Regions from separate parts of the Xenopus laevis genome. Here region 1 is linked to region 2. The links are chromatin contacts, called in public Hi-C maps. All regions are on one chromosome and are shown on one strand. Each heading gives the region's core, a stretch centred on a gene start, on an enhancer-like site or on the middle of the called end of the contact. The rest is flanking DNA. Distances are from core to core; before and after follow the strand shown.

Region 1 (4,703 bases), core at 1,980-4,479, 560 kb after region 2:
GTTTCTATATCTCTGTAACCTTGTTATGAGCTAAGGGGGCCCAGCCTGAAAGACAGTTAGGGTGAATGCTTATTTACTGCTATACATATTTATAAAACAAAATTTAAAAAAAGCAGCATTTTTAACAAGAAAGTTGTTCCTATATTTTACAGACTATTATCCATATAAAGACTCGTTAGAAGTAATTATAATACATATTCTGTGGTAGCTAGCTCTGTCTTCCAAAGGGCAAAATATCCCTCCCTGGTCGGTCAGTTTATTATGAATAAATTACTTCTACACAGTTGGACTTTATTTTGTAAACGTTCGTATTCGCAGAGGGAAAACCAAAATATATTTATTTTTTTAAAACCACAAGCACAAACCTCTGAACCTCAGATAACTAATTTTGTATATTGCTGTGATAGATCATGCAAAATATATTAAAACCATTCAGCAAGAGATAGGGATAAGCTTGTATTGTAATTGAGAACGGGTGGGATAACCCACATACCCGAAACCTTGTGCTCTGCTTCTCACAACTTCATAAATTGTCTTTGAACAGACAAACTGGAATCCAACGTATTTATTAGCTCATCAAAGTCAGTAATTGCTGCTTGAGGGCAAGGGCCCTTAGGCATTTTAGAACATCTCTTTGCCTGAGCAATGACAAAATTCAAGTTTTCATGAGTGATGAAAATGTTTGTCAATATCTGCTACAATTACGCCTGCGTTTTTTTCTCTTCACTAGGAGAAAATTGTATTTTTACCTGCAGGGAAAAGATCATATTGACTTCAATGCATTTGGCACAAAAAAATTGCCGCTGGTTACAATGGATTTGGTGTGAGACAACGAAAGAAAAAACTGCCATCAACTCCAATGTATTTAGGATAAGAAAATGCAAAAAAAAAATAGCTTCCATTGGTTCCAATGCATTTGGCACCAGAAAATGCAAATAAAAACCCTCCCATTGACTTCAATGCATTTGACATGAGAAAATGCAAGAAAAAAATCTCCAATTGACTCCAATGCATTTGGCGTGAGAAAATGCAAGGAAAAAACGCCCATTGACTCCATTGCATTTGGCATGAGAAAATGCAAGAAAAACCCCCATTGGTTCCAATGCATTTGAGATGCAAAAGAAAAACATGGCATGGCATGATAAAAAGCAAGAAAAAAATCCCCCATTGACTCCAAAGAATTTGGCATTAGAAAATGCAGGGAAAAAATGCCCATTGACTACAATGCATTTGGCATGAGAAAATGCAAGAAAAAAATCCATTATTGACGCCAAAGAATTTGTCATGAGAAAATGCAAGAAAAAGAAGGCCCATTAAATGCATTGCATTTGGCATGAGAAAATGCAAAAAAAAAAAACCTTTAATTGACTTCAATGCATTTGGTGTGAGAAAATGCAAGAAAAAACACCCATTGGTTCCAAGTATTTAGAATAAGAAAATGCAAAAGAAAAACAATCTCCCGTTGACTCAAATGCATTTGGCATGAGAAAATGCAAGAAAAACCCCCATTGGTTCCAAGCATTTGAGATGCGAAAGAAAAACATGGCATGGCATGATAAAAAGCAAGAAAAAAATTCCCCATTGACTCCAAAGAATTTGGCATGAGAAAATGCATGGAAAAAAATGCCCATTGACTGCAATGCATTTGGCATGAGAGAATGCAATAAAAAAAAAAATTAAATTGACTCCAATGCATTTGGCATGAGAAAATGCAAGAAAAAATACCAATTGGTTCCAAGCATTTGAGAAAAGAAAATGCAAAAGAAAAACAATCTCCCTTGACTCCAATGAATTTGACATGATAAAAAGCAAGAAAAAAATCCCCCATTGACTCCAAAGAATTTGTCATGAGAAAATGCAAGAAAAAGAACGCCCATTAAATGCAATGCATTTGACATGAGAAAATGCAAAAAAAAAAACCTTCAATTGACTCCAATACATTTGGTGTGAGAAAATGCAAGAAAAAATACCCATTGGTTCCAAGTATTTAGAATAAAAAAAAGCAAAAGAAAAACAATCTCCCGTTGACTCAAATGCATTTGGCATGAGAAAATGCAAAAAAAAAAAACCTGCCCGTGGAATCCATTCTCCATTTTGTGGATATTTCTGCAGTTTTGCAAATATTTCAGAGATGCATGGCAGCTTTTCACTAACTGGCACACTTACAACATTGCTGGCACAGCAAACACCTCAGTGCCTTAAATAATGGATTAAATAAATATTCATTTACAATTCATGGCTCTTATATTACAATATGATAAATATGTTTTTTTTTGGACCTGAAATTCTGACTTTTACCATTTTACTTAATAATTCCAAATATCCTAGGGAAGTCTTAAAACCCTTTGGCCGCTTGAATAACTACATCAGGGGGCATATCCGATCATGGGGCATATCCGATCATCATGGAGCATGTCTGATCATCATGGGTCATATCCGATCATGGGGCATATCCAATCATCATGGGGCATATCCGATCATCATGGGGCATGTCTGATCATCATGGGGCATATCAGATCATCATGGGGCATATCCGATCATCATGGGGCATATCCGATAATCATGGGACATATCTGATCATCATGGGGCATATCCGTGGGACTGCAAATAGCACAGATGTTCTGGTTGGCACCTGGTGGCACTTGCAGGGAACAGGGCACAAATGAATGCTTTATAGTAGCACAAGAGTATATGTAGCTGGATCACTATGTGGGAGCCACAATGGGGACAATGTGATGCCCATTGCCGTGCCGTAATATTTGGTGATGCAGTGAGTTGCTGTAAGCTTTCCAATAAGATTGTTGATGACATCACTGATGCACACACTTGCTGTCTTCCCATAGCAACCTAAATCTCTCCATATTCTCTGTGTAAGGTAGATAGGATCATACAGGGTTACATATTCACCTGTTTTGCACTGGTGTTAACACTCTATGGACATGTAAGAAGATCCATAAACCAGCCTAAATAAAAATCCTATACCATTTATTTGTTTAACTATAAATTTCCTACACATTTGCAAAAACCTTTTTTTTTTATCTTGCGTTGTTTTTGTTTTTAATAAATTAGTCTCTGAGCATGTTGATGCATCAGGGCTGATCCGTGGAGCTACTTTACCTCTTCGGCCGGTTAATAAATTAAGAATGCATTGATAAGAGATGCAGTACAGCAGCCTGAGGCTCTGAAGGACTAAAATTAGGATTTGCTGCTCACTTATCATGCCAAAGAGCCCAAACAGGGGGGGATCGATAGCAATCCTTTCAGCAGATACACGCACATGTTTGTAGACAATAGGGCTGGAGACACATTGCAAAATGAGCCTTTCCCTCTAGCAACAAAAGCTGAATTGTTCTCAGACCTTACAGGGTTTTCTAGTATTAGTAAATATTCAGCAGGAACCAGTTATTCCCTATAAGACCGAGCTGAGAATTCAGTGATTCATCAACAAATCATCGGCCATCAGCCCGGGAGACAGAAGCAGATGAATCAATGGTGACCCACATTACTGTAAATCTATTTTATAAACGACGTGTAACCAATAAACCGTATCCTCGGATGATCTCTGCTTCTGCTCATTTTCTCCATGTCAGTTTCTAGATGTATCTGTCCATCTCAGGTATTGATACAATGGCACCTTTACCGGGGGCTACAAATTAGCCGTTATGGTGGGTTCTGTCTTATCCATGCATGGTTCTGTAACCCATAGCAATCAAACAGACATTTAGGGGATTATGTAGGTGCAACGTTTGCTACAGGTGGTGGTATCAGCAACCTGTCAGCTGGTAGTTTATATTATTCACTTGACTAAAATTATTTTATTGGCTGCTATGGGTTAGTATACATGTGCCTTGGTGTTATGCTATATATGGTGGTTAGGTTCTACTGTACTGGAGTGGTTGCTTTAAGTTTCAGGTTACTACATATGGGTTGTTTACAGAAACCCTGGAGATTACAAATCCAGGGTCTGGGGATTACAAATCTCATCAGAGCACATTGTGGAAGGGACAAGGTAGCACTGTCCTTACTGCCCACCATAAGTCTTAATGATGTGCAAGTTAGGGGATGGGGTGGAAGTGGGACATGCATAAGTAAACCCCCACCCACCTTTCATAAATACATCTCCAATGAATGAAGGCATGGTGGTATTTAGGGCCAGGCCAGGCCGGCCAGGCACCTTAGGCAATCCGGCAGGGCATACCTCCCCCGCTCACACGCCCGACCGCAATAAATGGGAGAGCAATGGAGGGAAGGGAAGACAGGAGAATGCAATGGAGGGGAGGGCGGAGAATATGACGAAGGGGAGGGTTACATGACGGAGGGGAGGGTGACGTGACTGATGGGAGGGTGACGGGGAGGGTGATGTGACTGAGGGGAGGGTGATGTGACAGGGGGAGGGTGATGTGACTGAGGGGAGGGTGATGTGACAATGGCGAGGGTGATGTGATGAAGGGGAGAGTGACGTGATGGAGGGGAGGGTGGCGTGACGGAGGGGAGGGTGACGTGACGGAGGGGAGGTGGTGGTGGTATTCATGGTGGGGGATACCCAAACCCCACTATATTCATCCCCAGAAATTCATCTACAACTATAACCTCATTAAAGTGGTTCTTTACCTTTTAAATGAACTTTTAGTATTATGTAAAGAGTGATATTCTGAGACAATTTACAATTAGTTTTCATTTTTTATTATTTGTGGTTTTTGAGT
Region 2 (4,944 bases), core at 2,090-4,589:
TTGCCTTCCAAAATCTGCACTGGTGCAATGAACTCTGTCACTGAGGCTGTGGGTGACATTTAGTTTAGAGGGGGAGAGATAACTTTCTATAACATTTACAGAACTTGTACTATAGACAGAGGCTTCCAGGGGAGGGGGCTGAAGTGACAGAGGGTCTTCTGCTTTGTAACAATGTGTCTGTGTTTAGATCTTGGGGTTGGGGGGCTGCAGAGATGAACTGTTAAATTGAGAGGCTTTTCAGAGCCAAAATAATCAGAGGTCAATCAGTTCCTCCAGCTACTCTACCTGGGGGGGGGGGGTTTTGGTTAATATTTAATAGTGATCTAGGAGTGACATGTAAATAACATGGGCTATTATAATACATTAATACATAGTTTTGGATATGATATAGAGAGAGAGAGAGAGAGAGAGAGAGAGAGAGAGAGAGAGAGAGAGGGGATGGATGGATAGATAGATAGATAGATAGATAGATAGATAGATAGATAGATAGATAGATAGATAGATAGATAGATAGATAGATACAGAGAGAGAGAGAGGGGGGTGGATGGATAGATAGATAGATAGATAGATAGATAGATAGATAGATAGATAGATAGATAGATAGATAGATAGATAATGGATGGATGGAGAGAAAGAGAGGGATAGATTTTGGTCCTGCCAATAAAGCTCATTTGATTTGATAATGGATGTATGGATAGAGAGAGAGAGAGAGAGAGAGAGAGAGAGAGAGAGAGAGAGAGAGAGAGAGAGAGAGAGATAATGGATGGAAAGAGAGAGAGATAATGGATGGAAAGAGAGAAAGAGAGAAAGGAAGAAAGAAAGAAAGAAAGAAAGAAAGAAAGAAAGAAAGAAAGAAAGAAAGAAAGAAAGAAAGAAAGAAAGAAAGAAAGAAAGAAAGAGAAAGAAAGAAAGATATAGATGGATGGATAGATAGATAGATAGATAGATAGATAGATAGATAGATAGATAGATAGATAGATCAGAGTATCAGCTATTGTCTAACAATATTTCATGTAAACTTGGTGTAACGATATATTGATGACATTTTGTCCCTATATCGCATATACATAGTGCCAGTTAGTAGTATGTCAGTGCATAATGGAGAACACAAGTGAAAGATAATGAAATAGAAAGTTACAATAGATGAGTAACAAATATTCAGTAGAAGACTCAGGGATATGGGCAGCCGGCGGCAGCTAAATAATATATTGAACATGTGAATATCAGAAGTGATTGGGGATTATCGGCAGAAAGAGGGGCAGTTGGGTGTTTAGTGAATTCGCGTAGAACATTAAGGTCCGATCCTCCTGTATAAGTGGAGAATATTTATATTTATATATAGTTGTGTCATTTATTCTTATTTGCTCTACACTGACCTCGTTTTTGAAGTGTGAGTTACATTGAATTCCTCTCCCAACTACCCCTTATAATATCTCTTAAAACTCGTGGGTTCAGCGCCTCACAATCTAAATCTAAATCGAAAGCAGATCGGGTCGCACTGATTTGTCCTTGTCGCTTGTTTATTTACAGTCAACACATTTCTCGTCCCCAAATAAAGGGTTAAAGAAAACGTGACATTTGTGGAGTATGAAAGGGTCGGGGGGGGAGACAGCAGCTACTTTGGTATTTCTTGCTCACAAGACATCAAAAGAATTCTTTCTATTGCCCTTGGCTTTTTTTTTTTTTTTACAGAAAAACTAGAAATTCACTTTCTACACAAAGTCCCTGCGCGATTCCTATCAGAACTTATAATGCGGCGGAAAACTAAAATATTTTGGCGCATTAAATCTACGCGGCGTTTAAACGCAATGGGCGAGTTGTAGACGATTAAAAAAAAAGAAGTGGAGGTGAAATCATTTGTTTATTTGTTTGCAAAAGTCTCGCATTAATCACCAGGGGCCATTGTCAATGTCTAATTAAGTGCAGCACGAGGAAATCGTTTTATTTCGCTGCGAGCTCTGGGGTTGTAGTGATTCCTTAATCCCACACACATAACACTGTGACACATACACACAAATATACACACATAACAGTGTGACACATACACACAAATACACACAGTAGTGTGACACAGAGACACACACTCACAGCAGTGTGACACATACACACAAATACACACAGCAGTGTGACACATACACACAAATACACACAGCAGTGTGGCACATACATACACGCAGGACCGCCATCAGAAATCGCAGGGCCCCATACGACAAAATTTCCTGGGCCCCCTGGGCTGTGCCCACTGCAAGCCCCACCTACAGGTCCACCCTCCCCACCACACAGTAAAAAAACAATAAAAATATTGGTGGCTAGGGTTCCCACATGTTAGTAAAAAATAAAAAGATATTGGTGGTCAGGGCCCCCCATAAAAAAACATTTGTGTCCAGGCCCCCCCCCCATTAAAAGATATTGGTGGCTAGCACCCCACATGAGAAAAAAAAATTGGTGGCCAAAATTGGTGGCCAGGGCCCCCTCCCTCCCACCCACATTATAAGAAAATTGGTGGCCAGGGCCCCTTAAACGTCCATGCCTTCCCGAAGTCAGCAGCTCTCAGAAAGGTGGGGGGGCCGGCTAATCAAGTAAGTCTGGCGTGGCCGGGGCCCCCTTACCCTTGGGGCCCCCTACAACTCTCCCCCCTGTCCCCCCCTGATGGCTGCCCTGCATACACGTAACAGTGTGGCACATACATAAAAATACACACAGTAGTGTAGCACATACACACATACACACACACACACATAACAGTGTGACACACACAGCAGTGTAGCAGATACACACAAATACACACAGTAGTGTGGCACATAGACACACACACACATAGCTGTATGACACATACACACAAATACACACAGCAGTGAAGCAGATACACACAGATACACACAGCAGTGTAGCAGATACACACAAATACACACAGTAGTGTGGCACATAGACACACACACATACACAGCAGTATGGCACAGACACACAAATACACATATAACAGTGTAGCACATATACACACAGACACACACAGCAGTATGACACACACACATATAACAGAATGACACACACACACACACTGTTTGCTCTGCAAGTTTAATTGACACTGGGGGGGGGGGTAAGTTTTAGTCAGACTTCCTCCAGCCCAGCCCCCTTGTCTGATCACATCTAGTGATTCTCCAGCAAAGCCCCCACGTCACTCACAATGGGGCAGAGAGACCCCGGGCTCCGGCTTCACGCGCTATTTCTCCTCCATTGTTGCTGTAAAGTAGTCGCGTAATATTAATAGTCATGAATATAAATGATTGTGAGGCGGTGCAGAGAGACTGAGGGAAGGGGCAAGTTACAGGCAGTGTGTGTCTCGCCTTGGGTGGAACAGGAGCAAGAGCCGGAGCTCACAGGCACCAGCAGATAAAAAAAAACCCATAAAAACTAGACAGAGAGAACAATACGCGGTTTTGCTATTTTTGGGGGGACATACTTTGATGGATAGTCTTGGAATTATCTCCAGCAGTGTCGCCCGATCTTTTCATTTGATTTAACCGTTTGCAGCAAGTTCTCCCTCCGCACAGATGTTAGTCCACACCTATTCAGCTATGGTGAGTCGCCTTCATTTTTTATTTCATTTTTTTTAATCTGAAATTTCCAGGGTTTTTTTTTTTTTCCCCCTTTAACGCCTTTGGCTTTTTGTTTTTGTAATTTTGGGCAATAATTTGAGTTTGCAGCTGCCTCTGGATTCTTATTATCGGTGTGAGGTGGAGGGGAAATAAAAAAAAAAAAAGAAAACTGCCTATTTATTGCCCTTGGCAGTTTGGACTCTAGTTATGTTTAAACACGGTTTTTTCCACTTTACTTTCTTTTTTTATATCCATGAGATTGTTTTTCTTTCTTTTTAGGAGTTTCTCGACATCCGCAGGATTTTTTTTTCTGCCTCTCTTTTGCTCTTTTATTTGTTTTTTGATGTATTTCAAACAAAAGCGATTTTGTCGTTCAAAAAAAAAATCTGTGATATTTTCCCTATTTAAAGCGGTGACAATTGCAATGACACGGGGATTTTGATTTCACACTTAAATTATTTGGCTTTATTCTATAAAATCTTTCTTTCTTTTTTTTTTTTTTGCTCTAATTCCTGGATCACTTTGGGTGACAAACCGATTGGACACAGAATAGATGGGAAATTAATTTTCCTTAGGAAACTGATTGTGACACAGTTAGCTGGAAACTGGAGTAGATTTTCTTCTTCTTCTTCTTCTTCTTCTTCTTCTTCTTCTTCTTCTTCTTCTTCTTCTTCTTCTTCTTCTTCTTCTTCTTCTTCTTCTTCGTAGTAGTAGTAGTAGTAGTAGTAGTAGTAGTAGTAGTAGTAGTAGTAGTAGTAGTAGTAGCAGTAGTAGAATTGTTATTATTAGTAGTAGTATTTTTATTATTATTTGTGTTCTTCTTATTGTTATTATTAGTAGTATTATCATTATTATTAATATTATTGTTATTATTATTAGTAGAATTGTTATTATTAATAGTAGTATTTTTAATATTATTGTTGTTATTCTTATTCTTATTGTTATTATTAGTAGTATTAATATCATTGTTATTAAACGTATTGTTATTATTATTATTAGTAGAAGTAGTAGTATCGTTATTATTATTATTATTATTAGTAGTAGTAGTAGTATTGTTATTATTATTAGTAGTATTTTTATTATTATTATTGTTGTTATTCTTATTATTATTAGTAGTAGTAGTAGTAATAGTATTGTTGGTATTCTTCTTCTTATTGTTATTAGTAGTAGTATTGTTATTATTATTATTATTATTAGTAGCAGTAGTAGTATTGTTATTATTAGTATTATTATAAGTAGTAGTACTAGTAGTAGAAGTAGTTTTGTTATTATCATTATTATTATTGTTATCATTAATAATTAATCTTGCAACTTGTCTTTGAAAATCGATTCTAAAACTGTAGAACAT

What was found. A called contact is a pair of places that touch in the nucleus more often than the background predicts.
Region 1: a Hi-C map of the XTC cell line shows a contact between it and region 2, with 7 times the contacts expected there. The contact joins the enhancer-like site here to the promoter of tfap2b.L in region 2. A contact is called at or near these places in 2 of 4 Hi-C or Micro-C datasets (the XL177 cell line and the XTC cell line).

The regions. Positions count from the first base shown.
Region 1 is chr5L:161,698,907-161,703,609 of Xenopus_laevis_v10.1, forward strand. The region is part of intron 36 of pkhd1.L (fibrocystin); the gene reads right to left. Among protein-coding and RNA genes, the nearest start is that of pkhd1.L, 97 kb to the right of the region's middle. Within about 2 kb of position 3,230, at least 3 of the 7 cell types and tissues checked have an H3K27ac peak or open chromatin away from gene starts, as enhancers often do.
Region 2 is chr5L:161,137,670-161,142,613 of Xenopus_laevis_v10.1, forward strand. tfap2b.L (transcription factor AP-2 beta L homeolog) reads left to right here and starts at 3,340. Exons shown (of 7, transcript NM_001094232.1): 1 at 3,340-3,578. The coding sequence starts at 3,552.